Linked DNA regions of Oryctolagus cuniculus: all the other regions are linked to region 2. The links are chromatin contacts, called in public Micro-C maps. All regions are on one chromosome and are shown on one strand. Each heading gives the region's core, a stretch centred on a gene start, on an enhancer-like site or on the middle of the called end of the contact. The rest is flanking DNA. Distances are from core to core; before and after follow the strand shown.

Region 1 (4,786 bases), core at 1,197-3,696, 250 kb after region 2:
TCTTTTTATACCAAAGCTGCAACAAGTAAGGAGATGGAGCTTAGGCAATCAAGTCCTTTTCCTTAACTGCTCCTGGCTCAGGACAGCCAGAAGGAATTAAGTTCCAGAAAGAGTAAAACACAAATGGCTCTAAAAATTCATATCCAGTCCCAACACTTTAGGGAAAGTGTTCTGGGGAAAAATAAAAGTCTCAAAGTTCTGACTTCCAGTTTTAGAAAAAAAAAAAAAAAACTTCTTTCAACTTTCAAAAGAGAACCAAGATGCTCCCAAGCACAACGCTCTACTTTGTTAAGGGACACAGGGTACTCCTGTTCCTACAGTCCAGCGCTCTGGGCCCAACTGTGCTGTGCACGCACAGGAAGGTGTCACCATTGGAAGGTGCCTTTGACTGCTCCAGAAATGCGAGTTTTAAGACCGCTCCCTGAGGGTCTGTTATTCCTTCTATCACCAAAATCTATGATGCTGACGACTGTGCACGCAAAGTCCTGACTCACAAACCGTAAGCATCGCACGAGCCAACAGGAGCGCAGGGCAAGCCTCTGGACCGTCAACTGGCTACGCTAACCTCATTTAATTACGCTAGTAACCGCTCAACCCTCAGCACGCGGCCTGCGGGCGATTTATCCAGACACATCAGACTTCAAAACCTAAGACCGACTTCAGTGAGTATTTGAGCACCTACTAAAGCCCACACAATCCCCACGACAATGCGTTTGGTGTTTGGTGTTTATCGAGTTGAAGGAAGCGTGGTTCGTATACTTGATTTGATGGGAATTCGCCCAGTGGTCTGAGCCAAGAGATCGTTTTCTCCAAAAAGGGAGAGATGGCGCCAATTCGGAGACAACAGGCCCAACGGGTCGTTTTTGCAATGTCAAGTGGATCTCACATCCCCTTTCCAGCCACCACGTTATCAAGGGAAGTTTGGTAATCTTTGCGTTAAAAAAAAAAAAAGAAAAGAAAAGAAAAAACTGGAGCCTGCAGGGATTAACACGGGAACTGGCCTCTGAGCAAGGCCGCGCGTCTCTGCTCTCCCTGGGGTCCACGGGGTCTGCCCCAAGCTCACGGGTGCCTCCCGCGTCGGGCAGGGCCCCCCGGGGAGGGTCGAGGGAGGAACGTGGGGGGCCCCTGGAAGTCGGCGGGTTAGCCCTCACCTTACTGCGGTCCTCCTCCTGCTGCTGCAGCAACTCGGGAACCGCGGCCATGACGACGCGGGCCTCGAGCAGGTGCCGCCTGGCTGTGCGAGGAAAGAAGAGGCTGGGCTGCCGCCGCCGGGGCGCCTCTCAGGGGCGGCCGCGGCCCCGCCTCCGCTGGCCTCCCGGCACGACGGCAGCGGGAGGCCGCCACACTCCGCCACCATCCCAGCAGCCCCGGGAGCGGGCGGGAGGCGCGCCACGTGCTCCCCCAGAGCGGCCTCCCCCGTCCCCGCTGCCGTCCATCTTGAAGCCGGGCAAAGAAGCAACGCGGGGCCTACCCTCGCTCCGCACCACGCGGAGGCCGCTGACCGCAGGACCGCGACGAGAACGCGGAGCCACGGGCACTCTCTGAGCGAGGCACGTCTCGAGAAAGAGCGCGCTCTGCTGCGGGCGAATTTATTACTCAGCCCGAGTCCAAGATGGCGACGAGCGGTGACGTACTCAAGATCTCGTGAGAGCGCGAACGGGCGCGATTTGGAAGCGCCCGCGCTTCCGCCTAAGGGGAGGGGCAGAGGCGGTGCCTCCCACAAAGCGCGCGACTTTGGAGGTGAACGAGAGGCGAGGAGGTGGGGCGTGAGTAGCGCAGTGCATGCTGGGGCTGTCTTGTCTGGGGGCGGGGCTTAATTCCAGACCAAAGCGCGGGACCGATGAAAGTACGGGTCCCGAGAGGTTATTGGGGCTCCGGGACTTAAGCGAAGCGTGGTGGCTTTTGAGGTACCGACCCCCATGCTTTAGGCTGGTTTTCCATTTAGAGCTCTTCCCTAACTCAGACTCCTGCCCGAGGGGCCCCCGCCATCCTGCCGGCGCCATCAGGAAGTAGCTTTTTGGGGACGCCCGCCACTTGCCTGCTCCAACCCTGCTCCGGCAGCTGGAATCCCACGTCTGTCAAACGAGGTTGTCAAAGTCCTCAGAGTCACGTACACGGAGTATTTAGCGAAGAGCCCAGTGTTTAGGAGGCAGGGGACTGTTAACCTGGGACCCGAGGCCGCGGCGGGGCGGGCTCCCTCGTTGAGTCGCCCCTGCCTCCCCTTTCCGGGCGTCCTCTTTCAGATGAAGGGACTGGGGTCGTCTCGCTGGCCCTTGTGGTAGTGATGACCCTTTCGTGGGTTACCGCCTTGTCCGAACGTGCGGGGAAAGTTCATTGACCGCGCTCTCGATGCGCGATCGATGTCGTTCTGATGCAGCTTCCGCCCGGGTGATTCGGATACTCGACGTGTCTGGTACCTAACACTGCTTCTCTCTTTAATAGGAAGACAAAAAGGACACAAGACTGGAAATCAGAGATGAAGGCTTTTCAGGCCGTTTGCAGGCAGCTCAGGCCTTCCAAGGGGTTCCCTGGGGAACCGGCTCCCCGGATGAATTTCTTCACTTCCTCTTACTGCTTTGGCCGGAAGAAAAAGATGAACCCTTACGAAGAAGTGGACCAAGGAAAATACTCTGATTTAGTACGCTCTGTGTTGTCATGCAGAGGCTCTGCCCAGACCCCAGAATCTCTGTTTGAGGAAGACGCTTTGCTCTACGGACCTGTCAGTAAGCGTCATCCCCCTAAGCAGGATAAGGAAGCAAAAGTTCCGCGAAACTGGTTTCCGATCTTCAATCCGGAGAGGGACGTGAGACCCGATGCAAGCGACCCTTCGGTTCCTCTGAAAATCCCCCTGCAAAAGAAAGTGATTCCGAGTGTGACCCGGATCCTTCAGCACACCATGACACCACAACAAGTTTTCTATTTGGAGAGGTGGAAACAGCGGATGGTTCTGGAACTGGGAGAAGATGGCTTTGCAGAATATACTTCAAGTAATGTGCTTACAGTCTGGTCCTGCGTGGTCACTGCCTTTTCTAGAATACAGAGCACCGGGGTTCAGCTAGTAAGGAATCGCTTTCAAATAATGAGCACTAAATAGCGCTTTGTGTGTACATCATTAACTCAATCCTCCTGAAGTTCTGAGTTAGATATTGATAGATAATATTGTCTCCATTTTACAGGTGAAACTGAAGCAGTGAGGTCAAGTAACTTGACTCAGTGATACATAAAATTCATTTGTTTTATGAGATGTAAAACTTAATACTAGAATTGCTTGTTTTCCTTGATTATGGAAAGACGTGGATCACCTGATAACAATTCTAGTTATTTGCTAGGCTTCTGTAAAGAATCCAGTAAAAACACATGGTCCAGATTTAGATCTTAGTAAACTGAGATAATCCAATGATCTTGATTAAGAACTGAGAATAAATAGATGTTAGCCTTCAACCTCTAAGTTAGACAAGTAAGAAAAATGGCTTCCTTAAAAGAGAGTCTGACTAAAAACAAAAACCATTTGGCAGGGATGAAATAGCTACTCCTATAAGGATGGTGTCAGTGTTTTTTGTCAAAATTAAGTTTCACTTTGATCAATCTTTCGCCTGTGCAGTACATGTGCCCCGGTGGTACCCAAGCACTTTTATTTTTCAAGTAGTGTACTTATTTTCTGACAGCTTAAAAACAACTGTGTATGTAAATGTATAACACATTAAACATGTGGCCACATACGTTCTAAAGACAAACGCTAAGTTTACAGGTGGTCCTGGACATGACACAAGTGACCTTAGCCCCTTAAAGCATTCCTCAGCTGTGTGAGGCAGACACACAAAGCAAACAATTCTCTGTATTCTAAACAAGAAACATAAAAATCGTTCAGTGACATCTGGAATTTTTATATGTACCTCTAAAATTTAGAATTGATAGTTTGAGTCTTTAGCTCTTGACACAAAATAAGGAAGTTTTGCTGGTGGCCCTCTTCATAAAGGAGAGGAATTTCTGTTTGGAATGTGAATGAGCCCCAATAGCCCCACCCCAAGGAATTCCAGAGTCAGCTTTTTGATCAAAATTAGCACTCCTCTGTTTTCCTTATCTCAGTATCAACCTTAAAGAAATGAGCAGAATCACTCTTTAGAAAATAGTATAGGTTAGTATTGTGGTCAAAAGAAAGAGAAGACAAGTAAAATCAGAATTCAGTTGATTAATGTGTCCAGAGGAGCAGTCTGAAAAAGCCTGAATTGATAAATTCCTTCCTGCTTGCTCTTGCCGAAGTCCAGAGCGCAGAGATGTGCCCAGAGCTGGCATTCTTCCAAACTCTTGAGCAATATCCCAAGCATCAGTTCACCGTTTTGGTGATAAGCAGAGTGTCTGACTTAGTCTAATTTATAATAAATGTTGACCATAGTAGAAAGGGCAGGAGTTTATTTGTTATAATGTTTTTGGTATGCTGATTTTTTTAATTCTAAAATAGAAGCCATATCTTGTCAGCTCCAGCATCAGAATATTGGAAATGTATGAACGTTTTTAATGTACTTTATATACTGGGACTTAAAAGCATTTCACTTTCATCCCTTTAATTGAGTGGATACTCGAGCTTGATGCCACCTACAGTGAGTCTTTTCTTGACTGTTTTCTATTTTATTTTTACCAATTGAATCATGCTTAGTGTTCTGAGCCTTAGATTCCAAGGGTGCCATCGGGTAGATTGGCATGCTTGTGGGCCTGTGGCTGTGAAGACCCTAGCAGGGCTTAGACCTGCTGCAGGGAATCAGTTGTTGGTGTAGCCGTGGATACAGCA
Region 2 (5,070 bases), core at 123-2,622:
TCGGCTGGAGAGCCCGGCGCGTCGGCGCGGACGTCAGGCCGGCTGCCAGAGCGCTTGGCCGGCCGGGCCGGAGGTGCCCGCATCCGCCCGGGCCTGGCACCGCCGGCCCATTCATCGGGCAGGGCCTGGGTTGCCCCCGTCCCCCCACCCCCCCAGCCCCTGCCGGGCGCCCTCGCGCCAAGCTCCGCGCGGCCCCGCTGGAGTGGGGAACGGTGCTCTCGGCCCCGCCGCCAGGGGGAGCAGGGAGCCGCCTCCAGCACTCCGGGAAGTTGTCCTGGGCGTCCGCGCCCCGGACAGCCCCCGGGGGCCCGCAAGGCGAGCGCCGTGGCTCCGGTCCGCCCCGTCGGGGGCCTGCCCGAGCCCCCGGAGCGACCCCCCGGCTGCGGGCCGCAAGCGGGCGAGCTCGGCCCGCGGGCCCCTCATTCAATCCCGCCCTCCTCACCCCCCACCCCCTACCCCTCGGCCGGCCTCCGCCGCCTTCCGCCCGCCCCCCCCCCACCCCTCCGGCCCGGACTCCAGCCCGGCAACGTCATCCCGCCGCTTCCCGAAACTTAACCCCTTCCTCCGCCAGCTGTGCGCCGCCCCGCCCCGCCGCCAACTTTCTTCGTCCAACTTGGGAGCGCGCGGGCTGGCCCGACGGTCCGGCCTGAGAGGGAGGGGTCGCCACGTCGCACCGCCGCGGCCGGGGCCCCCGACGGCCAGGGCTGAGGGGGGAGTCCGCCCGGCCCGGCGCGCTCGGCCGCCGCCCCTGCACGAGCTTCGGCCCCGCCACACGCCCTCCCCACTGAGTCCGACCCTGAGGGTCGGCGGCCGCGGCCGCGGCCACGGCGGGCGGGCAGGCGGGCCGGCCGGCGCCGCCGGGGGAGGGGCCGCCAAGGAGACGTGTCACTCGCGGCGCTGCGCGGCCGGCCCCGGCGCCCCGACGGCCCGGCCCGGCCCGCGCGCCGCCGCGGCAGCCGCCGCTGCAGGGCCCGGCCAAGTTTCTTACCTGCAGCCGGAGACGCGGGAGGGAGGAGAGCGCAGGAGCCGCCGCCGCCACAGACTCGGGAGAGAGGAGCCGACTGAGCCTCCGCCGGGAAGCCGCCCTCGAACAGCTGCAGGCGCCGCGACCCCGACGCCGTCCGCCCCGTCCGCCGTCCGCTCCGGCCGCTCGCTGGTTGCGTGCGCGCGTGTGGAGTCGTGGCACTTTCTGCCTCGGAGCTGGCGAACGGCCCCCTCCGCCGGGATCGCCGCCTCCTGCCTTCCCCACCCGGGCCAGCCATTCATCGAGCCGCCGCTCCCCATTGGCCCGCTCCCCGCCACTCTGCCGGTCTCCGGCCAGTCAGGACGCGGGCGGCCGAGCCGCGGCGGCGGCCATTGGACAAAGGGGAGGGTCTCCGCCTCGGCCAATGGAAGAGGGGAGGAGCTGCGGGGAGCCACGAGGGGGCGGGGCCGGTGAGGGGCGGGGCCGCGCGGCGCAGCGCTCGGCTGTGCGCGGGGGCGGGGCGGGGCCGGCACGCTCCGCCCACATTGAGGAGGTCAGCGGCCGGGCCTGCCCACTCCAGGCCCCGCGGCCCTCCTGAGGTCGCTGACGAGCGGGTCGGCTCTGACTGGGCGGGCTACGGAATGTTCGAATCCCGGCAGCCCGGGACGCCGCGGGGCTGAGGCGGCGAGATCCGCGAGCGGCCAGTGAAAATGTTTTTCTGGCGAGCCAGCTGATTGCCCCTGAAGCAGCCTGCGCCCTCTAGGGTCCCCCGGCTAAGGAGGACGGGTTCTGCCCAAGAGGGTAAGTCGTTACCTTCGGAGAGATTGCTGTTGGCACCGGAAGGACTTTCCTTGAGCAAATGGAGGACGCGGGGTAGAAGGGCCAGAGGGTGCCGGAGGAATGGAGGTGGACGGCATTGCAGTGTCAGGGAGGGTCTGGCTGAGGCACAGTGGGTCTGGGGCCGCTGTCCGCCTCACGACGCCCTCCCTGCCCCGTGTGACCGGGGAAGTGACGGGCTGTGGCCTAAGGGGGCTCGGCCGTACCCCGGAACCCTGCGCTTCCTCGCTGCTTCCTCATGACAGGCCTTTCTGCTCTTACTAACCAATGCGCCTAAGCCTGAAAGTTGAGACGGAACCTGGGATACCCACAGCCCACTTCGGAGTCCCTGGATGGCCGCCTGGGCGAAATCCAGCTCCTGTGCACACTGAGATGCAGCAGGTGATCATGGCCCCAGGCTCTGGGTCCCTGCTGTCCACGTGGGAGACCTGGATTGAGTTCTGGGCTCCCTGGCTGTTGCCAGCATTTGGGGAGTGAACCTGTGCGTGGAAGATGTCTTCCTTTCAAATTGTGTGTGTGTGTGTGTGTGTGTGTGTGTGTGTGTGCGCGCGCACGTGCATGAGTGTATGGGGCTTGGTTTTTCACCATATAATGTCTCTTAAAACGAACCCTTTAAACGTGAGCCAAAGCCAGGTTCTATGAATTTAGGTTTCCAAGAGGCCAAAAAGGGCTGCGGGCTGCCTGAGCCGGTCCCTGTGGCTGCTGAATCCCATTCTTAACATCTATTTCTTGGACATTGTCACCCCTCCCCCCATTTGTCATTGGGACTGTACTGATTGTTAGGAAAATCGGGAAATACAAGACTTCATGAGGGAATAAAGAGGACTTGGGTTGAAATTAAGCCATTCATTAGGAGTTTTAATCTCAGCAGTTCCTTAGCACTTTAATGATTGATCAGCAGGAATTAACCTGGATTAGCGTTCGGCACCAGTCATTTTTCAGCAGTGACTCCCAGCTTGACGTAAAAGTCAAGAACCTTAGCTTCTGGCTGACGCTTGCGACCAGCTAGTCCTCCTTCCCCTTGGACGAGCCATTTAACTTCTCTGGACATGGTGTACACCTCCAGGACAGTCCCTCCCTGCTCTGACATTCATTCCTTTGTTCCTGGTGTTTGTTGAGTACCTGAGATACACCACCGAGCTGGGTAGGCAGCATAGGGTGATTCATAGATCCAGAAAGGAGCTGTCTGCTCAGGGCCCGTCCGTGTTTCAGTGTACCAAGGACCAGATCCTGGCAGGAGGATTTGATACCAATACATTTGCCCTTCAGTATCCATGGAGGGCTGGGGCCTAGCCCCTCCCTCCTGTGGATGCCAAAGTCCACATTTGCTCAGATCCCTTCTATGAAATGGCCTTGTATTTACACATAACCTACTCACATCTTTTTTTTTTTTTTTTTTTTTTTTTTTGACAGGCAGAGTGGACAGTGAGAGAGACAGAGAGAAAGGTCTTCCTTCCATTGGTTCACCCTCCAATGGCCGCCATGGCCGGCGCGGCCGCGCACCGCGCTGATCCAAAGCCAGGAGCCAGGTGCTTCTCCTGGTCTCCCATGGGGTGCAGGGCCCAAGCACTTGGGCCATCCTCCACTGCCTTCCCGGGCTACAGCTGGCCTGGAAGAGGGGCAACTGGGACAGAATCCGGCGCCCCGACCGGGACTAGAACCCGGTGTGCCGGTGCCGCTAGGTGGAGGATTAGCCTATTGAGCTGCGGCACCGGCCACATCTTTCTATGTACCTAATACCTCATACAATGTGAAAGCTTTGCAAACTGTCATTATCCTACAATTGTTTAGGGAATAATGACAAGGGGAAAAAGTCTGCACATGTTTAGTACAAATGCCCTTTTTTTTTTACATTTTTATTTAAAAATTAAGAATTCCCATCTGCTGATCCACTTCTCCAAATGTCTGCATTGGCAAGGGCTAGACAAGCCTGAATGCAGTCTGGTTTTCCCACAAGAGTGGCAGGAACCCAGCTACCTGAGCCATTGCCGCTGCCTCCCGGGACCTCATTAGCAGGAAGCTGGAGCCAGGAGTTGGGGACTGGAATCGAACTCAGGCACTCTGACATGGGGCATGGGCAAATTAACTGATAGATTCAATGTTATATGTTTCCCCATATAATATGTTCCCCCATATATTTGTTTTAAAGATTTATTTATTTATTTGAAAGGTATACACGCAAAGATAATCTTCCATCTGCTGATTCACTTGCTAGATGCCTGCAACAGCCAGGGATAGGCCAGGCCAAAGCCAAGTGCCCTGACCTTCATTTAGGTCTCCCACATGAGTGGCAGGGGCCTAATATTGGGCCATCATCTGCTGCCTTCCCAGGTGCATTATCAGGAAACTGGACCAGATGCAGAAAAGCCAACACTCAGACCACTATGGGATGCTAACATTGGGAGAGGTGGCTTAACCTGCTGCACCACAATGCCAGCCCCCCTCCCCATCCCCATATCTTGATTACAGTAATCATTCAGTGGCTGTGGTAAAACTCAACAAATTGTACACTCTTTTATTTGTTTTAGAAAGATCACTCTATAATATGAATATGTATTGAGAGGCTATTACATTAATAGCCTGAGAGTTTATTTTTTAAGATTTATTTATTTGTTTGAAGGACAGAATTACAGAGAGAGAGAGATGGACAGACAGAAACAGAGAGAGAAAGATCTTCCGTCTGCTGGTTCAATCCCCAAATGGCTACAACAGCTAGGACTGGGCCAGGCTGAAGCCAAAAGCCAGGAGCTTCATCCAGGTCTCCCATGTGGGTACAGGGGCCTAAGCACTTGGACCAGCTTCTGCTGCTTTCCCAGGTACATTAGCAGGGAGCTGGACTGGAAGTGGAGCAGCCAGGAGTCGAACGGGTACCCATATGGGAATACCAGTATTGCAGACGATGGCTTAACCCACTGCTCCACAGCTCCGGCCCCAATATGTACACTCTAAAAAATGTGAATTTAGTTTGCAAGCAAATTGTATTTTTTTTTTTTTTTGGCCAGGCAGAGTTAGGCAGTGAGAGAGGCAAAGAGAAAGGTCTTCCTTCCATTGGTTCACCCCACAAATGACCGCTACAGCCAGTGTGCTGCACCGATCCGAAGCCAGAAACCAGGTGCTTCCTCCTGGTCTACCATGCGGGTGCAGGGCCCAAGCACTTGGGCCATCCTCCACTGCCTTCTCGGGCCACAGCAGAGAGCTGGACTGGAAGAAGAGCAACTGGGCAGAACCCAGCACCCTGACAGGGACTAGAACCCGGGGTGCTGGCGACA
Region 3 (4,552 bases), core at 2,036-4,535, 180 kb after region 2:
GTGTCTGAACGAAGCTGTTCGAACAACTGACCTTTTCAGATGGATCCCGGCACAATGTGTCTCTTGGCACCGTCTTGGGGGCCGCAGGGCCTGCTGCTGCCAAGCCTCCCGCTGACATCTCCTGGATCCTCCTCAAACACCCATTATGCCCAGACCGGTGGCCGTGGACTTGCAGGTTCGTTCTTAGTTCCTCAAGGCTGGCCGTGGTCTCCTCCTGTCTGCGGCTCTGCAGCTCTTATCTTCGCCATGTGTCACCATGGCCCCGCTCTGGTGAGAGTGTGCTGGGATGCGGGCATGGCTCAGAGCGTGCCTCCACTCCCTCCCGGCACACACGGACCGCCCCCCCGTGGAGCCAGGGTCTCCCTCCCAGGACTGGGGCCCAAGTTCGGCCAACCTGAGCTGGGCCGGGTTTCATCGCCCTCTCCAGCCCCGTTTCGTGCCCTCCCCCTGTTCCTGGAGAGCCAGCCTGCAAGGTGCACCCTAGCTCCCAGGGGGACCCTGCCCCCGCGAAGTTCCTTCCTCCACTGCATAGGCCTGGCTCATGGACGCCATTGTGGGACTGGCAGAAAGCATCTAGGAGATAGAGACGGGTGGCGTCCGCCTTGCTCTTCTGGACCGCTCGTTCTGGGGAGTCAGTGGCCATGCTGTGTGGGCGCTTAAGCAGCCCCAAGGGAGAGATCCACGGGGTGAAGAAGGAGGCCTCCTGCCCACAGCCGGCACAGACCCAGGCGAGCCCTCAGAGCACCACAGACCCAGCAGCCAGAGCGGCCACCTCTAAGCGACCCTGCTCCTGACCCAAGGAACTGATGGCTCGGCCATCCTGCCGCCTTAGGCTGCTATGTGTTGTGGCTGGATTGCGTCACAGCGTTAGACTATTAGTATGCTGGGGACGAAGGCCAAGGGTCAACCTCTGGGGCACACAGCAGAGTGGAGGAGGATGGAGAATGGACGTGGAGGATCGCACAGTGACCAAGTCAGTACACGTGCTCTCTTGGCCCATGACCATCCTGGGACTCTTTCTCTCTCTCTCTCTCTCTCTCTCTCTCTCTCTCTCTCTCTTTTGACAGGCAGAGTGGACAGTGAAAGAGAGAGACAGGGAGAAAGGTCTTCTTTTGCCGTTGGTTCACCCCGCAGTAGCCTCTGTGGCCGGCGCACCGCGCTGATCCAAAGCCAGGAGCCAGGTGCTTCTCTTGGTCTCCCATGGGGTGCAGGGCCCAAGTACTTGGGCCATCCTCCACTGCACTCCCGGGCCACAGCAGAGAGCTGGACTGGAAGAGGAGCAACTGGGACAGAATCCAGTGCCCCGACCAGGACTAGAACCAGGGGTGCCAGCACCGCAGGCGGAGGATTAGCCTATTGAGCCGCGGCGCTGGCCCTGGGACTCATTTTTCAAAAGGGGACATGGGGCCGGTGCTGTAGCGTAAAGCCGCCGCCTGCAGTGCCAGCATCTCATATGCTGGCACTGCAGCATATGAGATTGTCTCATCAGGAGCAAACAAGTCCCACCCCTCGCTGGTTGATTGGCACCACTGAGGTGTTAATGCCCACCCCCAGGCCAGAGAGCATCCTCTGCAGTGACACGCAGGAAGCCATGGGCATGCGCGGGCATGGGCTGAGGACTGGGGACACTGACTGCACCTGCCACCTCACTTACCTCCAAGTCTGCACTTCCTTGTCTGTAAGCCATGGATGAGGGGCAGGTATTGGCCCAGTGGTTGACACCAGCTATGACGCCTGTGCCCCACATCCCAGTGCCCGGGTTCAACCCCTGCCTTTGGCTCCTGCCTTTGGCTTCCTGCTACTAATGCAGACTCTGAGAGGCAGCAGTGACAGCCTGAGGGATTGGGTTCCTGCCATCCATGTGGGAGACTTGGATTGAATTCTAGGCTCCTGCCTTCGGCCCCAGCCCAGGCCTGGCTACTGCAGGCATTTGGGGAATGAACCAGTGGATGCAAGCAAGCTCTGCCTATCTGTCTCTCTGCCTGTTGCATGAAGCGGGGGCTGGGAGGAGAAGTAGAAGGAGGAGAGAAGCCTCCCCGTGGCCAGGGCGGCTGCACAGGCTGTCTTGGGTGACACGCACAGAGCACGAGACACATACTATAAATGTCATCACGTCAGCCTTTACTGTTGGCAGGAACACTCCTCTTGGCTACCTGAGAAGAGCTCCCTTCAAAGAGCACTGCCTCCCAGCCTCCCATCCACCCCAGCCTTCAGGGGCCACAGAGACCAGGGAAGGGGCCAGGAAGCCCTGTGCGGACCCAGGGACTCCTGCTAAGACGCACCCGCATCTCCTGCAGTGGGGCAGCTCTGCAGGGCCGAGAATGCTCCCAGCCTGCAGCCTTGTGGCTGCATAGACACTGCCCCCTGAGACCAGGAACAGGGCCTTCTTCCTCTCCCAGACACGAGGCCTGGGGGCGGGGCTGCCACCATACAACGGATGAAGGATGCCCCTGTTCCCAGGGCCTGCCTCCTGCTCTCAGCCCTTAGGCTGGGCCTTTCCCCAGCCTGCCTCGTGGGCCTCGCCAGCCTGAGCCAGGAGTGCACACAGCTGGGTCTGCAGCCACCACACCCTGACCCACATTTTTCTAAAAACCAACAAAACATCCAGCCAGCTACAGACTTCTCTGCACAGACAGCGACCATGGTGCTGGGCTCTCTGGAGCACCCAAGGACGCTGTCTCTCCCCCTGGACCTGTGCCCTCCCTCCCCGCTAGCTGACAGGCCCTGTCCCGCACGAGTAGAGGGGGAAGCACAGGCAGCCCTTGCTTCCCACCCTGTGCCAACACAACCTGCCCCACCCCCCCAGCAGCAGAGACCTGGCTTCTCCCCACTTGGTTTTGTGTTCCAAGTGCAGCCCGAGAAAAACTTTCTGGGGGCCGGAACTGCCCGGAACACTAGCAATGGTTCTGGGCAGCTGGCGAGAGCACTTAGGGAGTTGCTGTTTTCTTCTTTATACCTTTTGTATTTTCCACAGTGGGCACATTCTATTTTTTATTGTCAGAAAAACAAGAGCGCTTTTTAAGTAAGGAGTTTAAAACCTCGTTTGCTCGCCTCCCACGTTTTTGGTTGTGGTGTTTTGTTTTGTTTTGTTTTGTTTTTTTCACGGCCTCAGCTCGTTCCAGGGGTCAGTTCCTCCTTCTCTGTTCCGAGTCCTCTGCCTTCGACCCTTTTGCTTCTCTGCTTCCTGAGAACAGACGCTAACTGCAGTTGCTCCTGCCAGCCGCGGCAGTCCCCAGCCCACCCCCACCCCCATGTTTCTCGGTTCTCTTTCTCCCGGGGAATGTGTGTCATCAGAAGTTGTGCTCTCGCACCAAGCGATGGGCCTCCCATCCCTGCTGCCAGCACGCACGGGGAGGAACACAGCGGCATCATGAAGAAGCGTCAGACAGCCCCGTGCGCAGGGACGTTCGGCCGACTGCCTGCACTCTGCGCAGATGTCAATGTCGCGGAAGTCACAGAAAGCCCGAGGACCTGCTTGGGGGAGAGCAGAGAGACGGGCAAGCAGAGGCCGCAGGCGAGCCGGGATCTCCCTCTGCTGCCTAGGACATTCCTGGGGCCGCTGGCGACAAGGCAATCTGAATAGATCTGCAGATGAGCTAACTGCGCTGGAGAGAGGTCAGCTTCCCGGGGTTGGGTGACCGCACTGTGCTTACCTCGCTGCCTTTTCCTTTTTCAGAATTCTACACCGAGGCTCCGGAGGGTAAAGGACATCATATCTGCAGTTTCCTCTCCTGTGATTCAAAGACAGATACAGAAAGCAACCAGGCAAACGTGGTGAAATGCTAACATTTGGAGAATCTGGCTGAAGCGAAAAAAAAAAAAATTCTTTGTTCTCGTCTTGCATCTTTTTTTCTTGGTCCCCTTGATTTTTGACCTCCGGGTTAATGAAGTTGACACGACGGCTGGATTCCAGCACTGACTCCAGACTTGAACTGGGTCCTTGAACTGTGTCCTCACTCTGATTTGCCCCTGTACAGGCCCTGAGCCAAGAGTTTGGTGAATGATAAATTCACCAGCGAGGACGGTCTGCTGGTTTATTGAGCGCTTACTATACGTGTCAACCCTGGCACGGCCCTGAGTGCTCTACCTGCCACTCCACTCACTCCCCCCACCCCTGGTCGTATTTTGAGGTGGGTGTCACTGTCCCCAAGTTACAGGCACAGAAACTGAGCCTCTCAGAGATGAGCTCATTTCCCCAGGGTGCCAGCAGCAATTCAGCGGCGAGGCCAGAACTGATTCACAGATCTCTCAGGCTCCGCTGTCCTACACGAAGCAACCCTGACATCACCAAGGAGACTTCCCAGCAGCTGCTCTCTTGTAATGCGCCCTGTCTTGCTTCTCCTTTGCTGAAATGATTAAAAAAAAATGCTTCTGAAGCTCGGCTCCCTGGGCCAGTGAACGCCAGAGATATGCTGCTGTTGAGATTCAAATGACTCAAAAAGTAAGTAGGACTTAAAGACCAGCTCTTCGGCTGCACTAGCCGCATGTCAGTTCCTCGACAGCTGTGTGTGGCTTGCGGCTGTTGTTACTGGACCGTAGCCAGATCTGAACA

What was found. A called contact is a pair of places that touch in the nucleus more often than the background predicts.
Region 1: a Micro-C map of ear pinna shows a contact between it and region 2, with 4 times the contacts expected there. The contact joins the promoter of SNX5 here to the promoter of RRBP1 in region 2. A contact is called at or near these places in 2 of 6 Hi-C or Micro-C datasets (ear pinna and psoas muscle).
Region 3: a Micro-C map of ear pinna shows a contact between it and region 2, with 2.4 times the contacts expected there. The contact joins the enhancer-like site here to the promoter of RRBP1 in region 2. A contact is called at or near these places in 3 of 6 Hi-C or Micro-C datasets (ear pinna, psoas muscle and an unstated tissue).

The regions. Positions count from the first base shown.
Region 1 is chr11:42,933,962-42,938,747 of mOryCun1.1, forward strand. It overlaps SNX5 (sorting nexin 5), which reads right to left and starts at 2,447. Exons shown (of 13, transcript XM_070052123.1): 1 at 2,039-2,447. MGME1 (mitochondrial genome maintenance exonuclease 1) reads left to right here and starts at 1,773. Exons shown (of 5, transcript XM_051845360.2): 1 at 1,773-1,907; 2 at 2,443-2,987. The coding sequence starts at 1,783.
Region 2 is chr11:42,689,633-42,694,702 of mOryCun1.1, forward strand. RRBP1 (ribosome binding protein 1) reads right to left here and starts at 1,373. Exons shown (of 23, transcript XM_070052116.1): 1 at 989-1,373.
Region 3 is chr11:42,863,531-42,868,082 of mOryCun1.1, forward strand. It overlaps LOC108176628 (a long non-coding RNA gene), which reads left to right. Exons shown (of 2, transcript XR_001793303.3): 1 at 1-175; 2 at 3,677-4,376. Among named protein-coding and RNA genes, the nearest start is that of MGME1, 70 kb to the right of the region's middle. Within about 2 kb of position 3,286, at least 3 of the 8 cell types and tissues checked have an H3K27ac peak or open chromatin away from gene starts, as enhancers often do. A contact at or near this core is called in ear pinna, where this site is marked.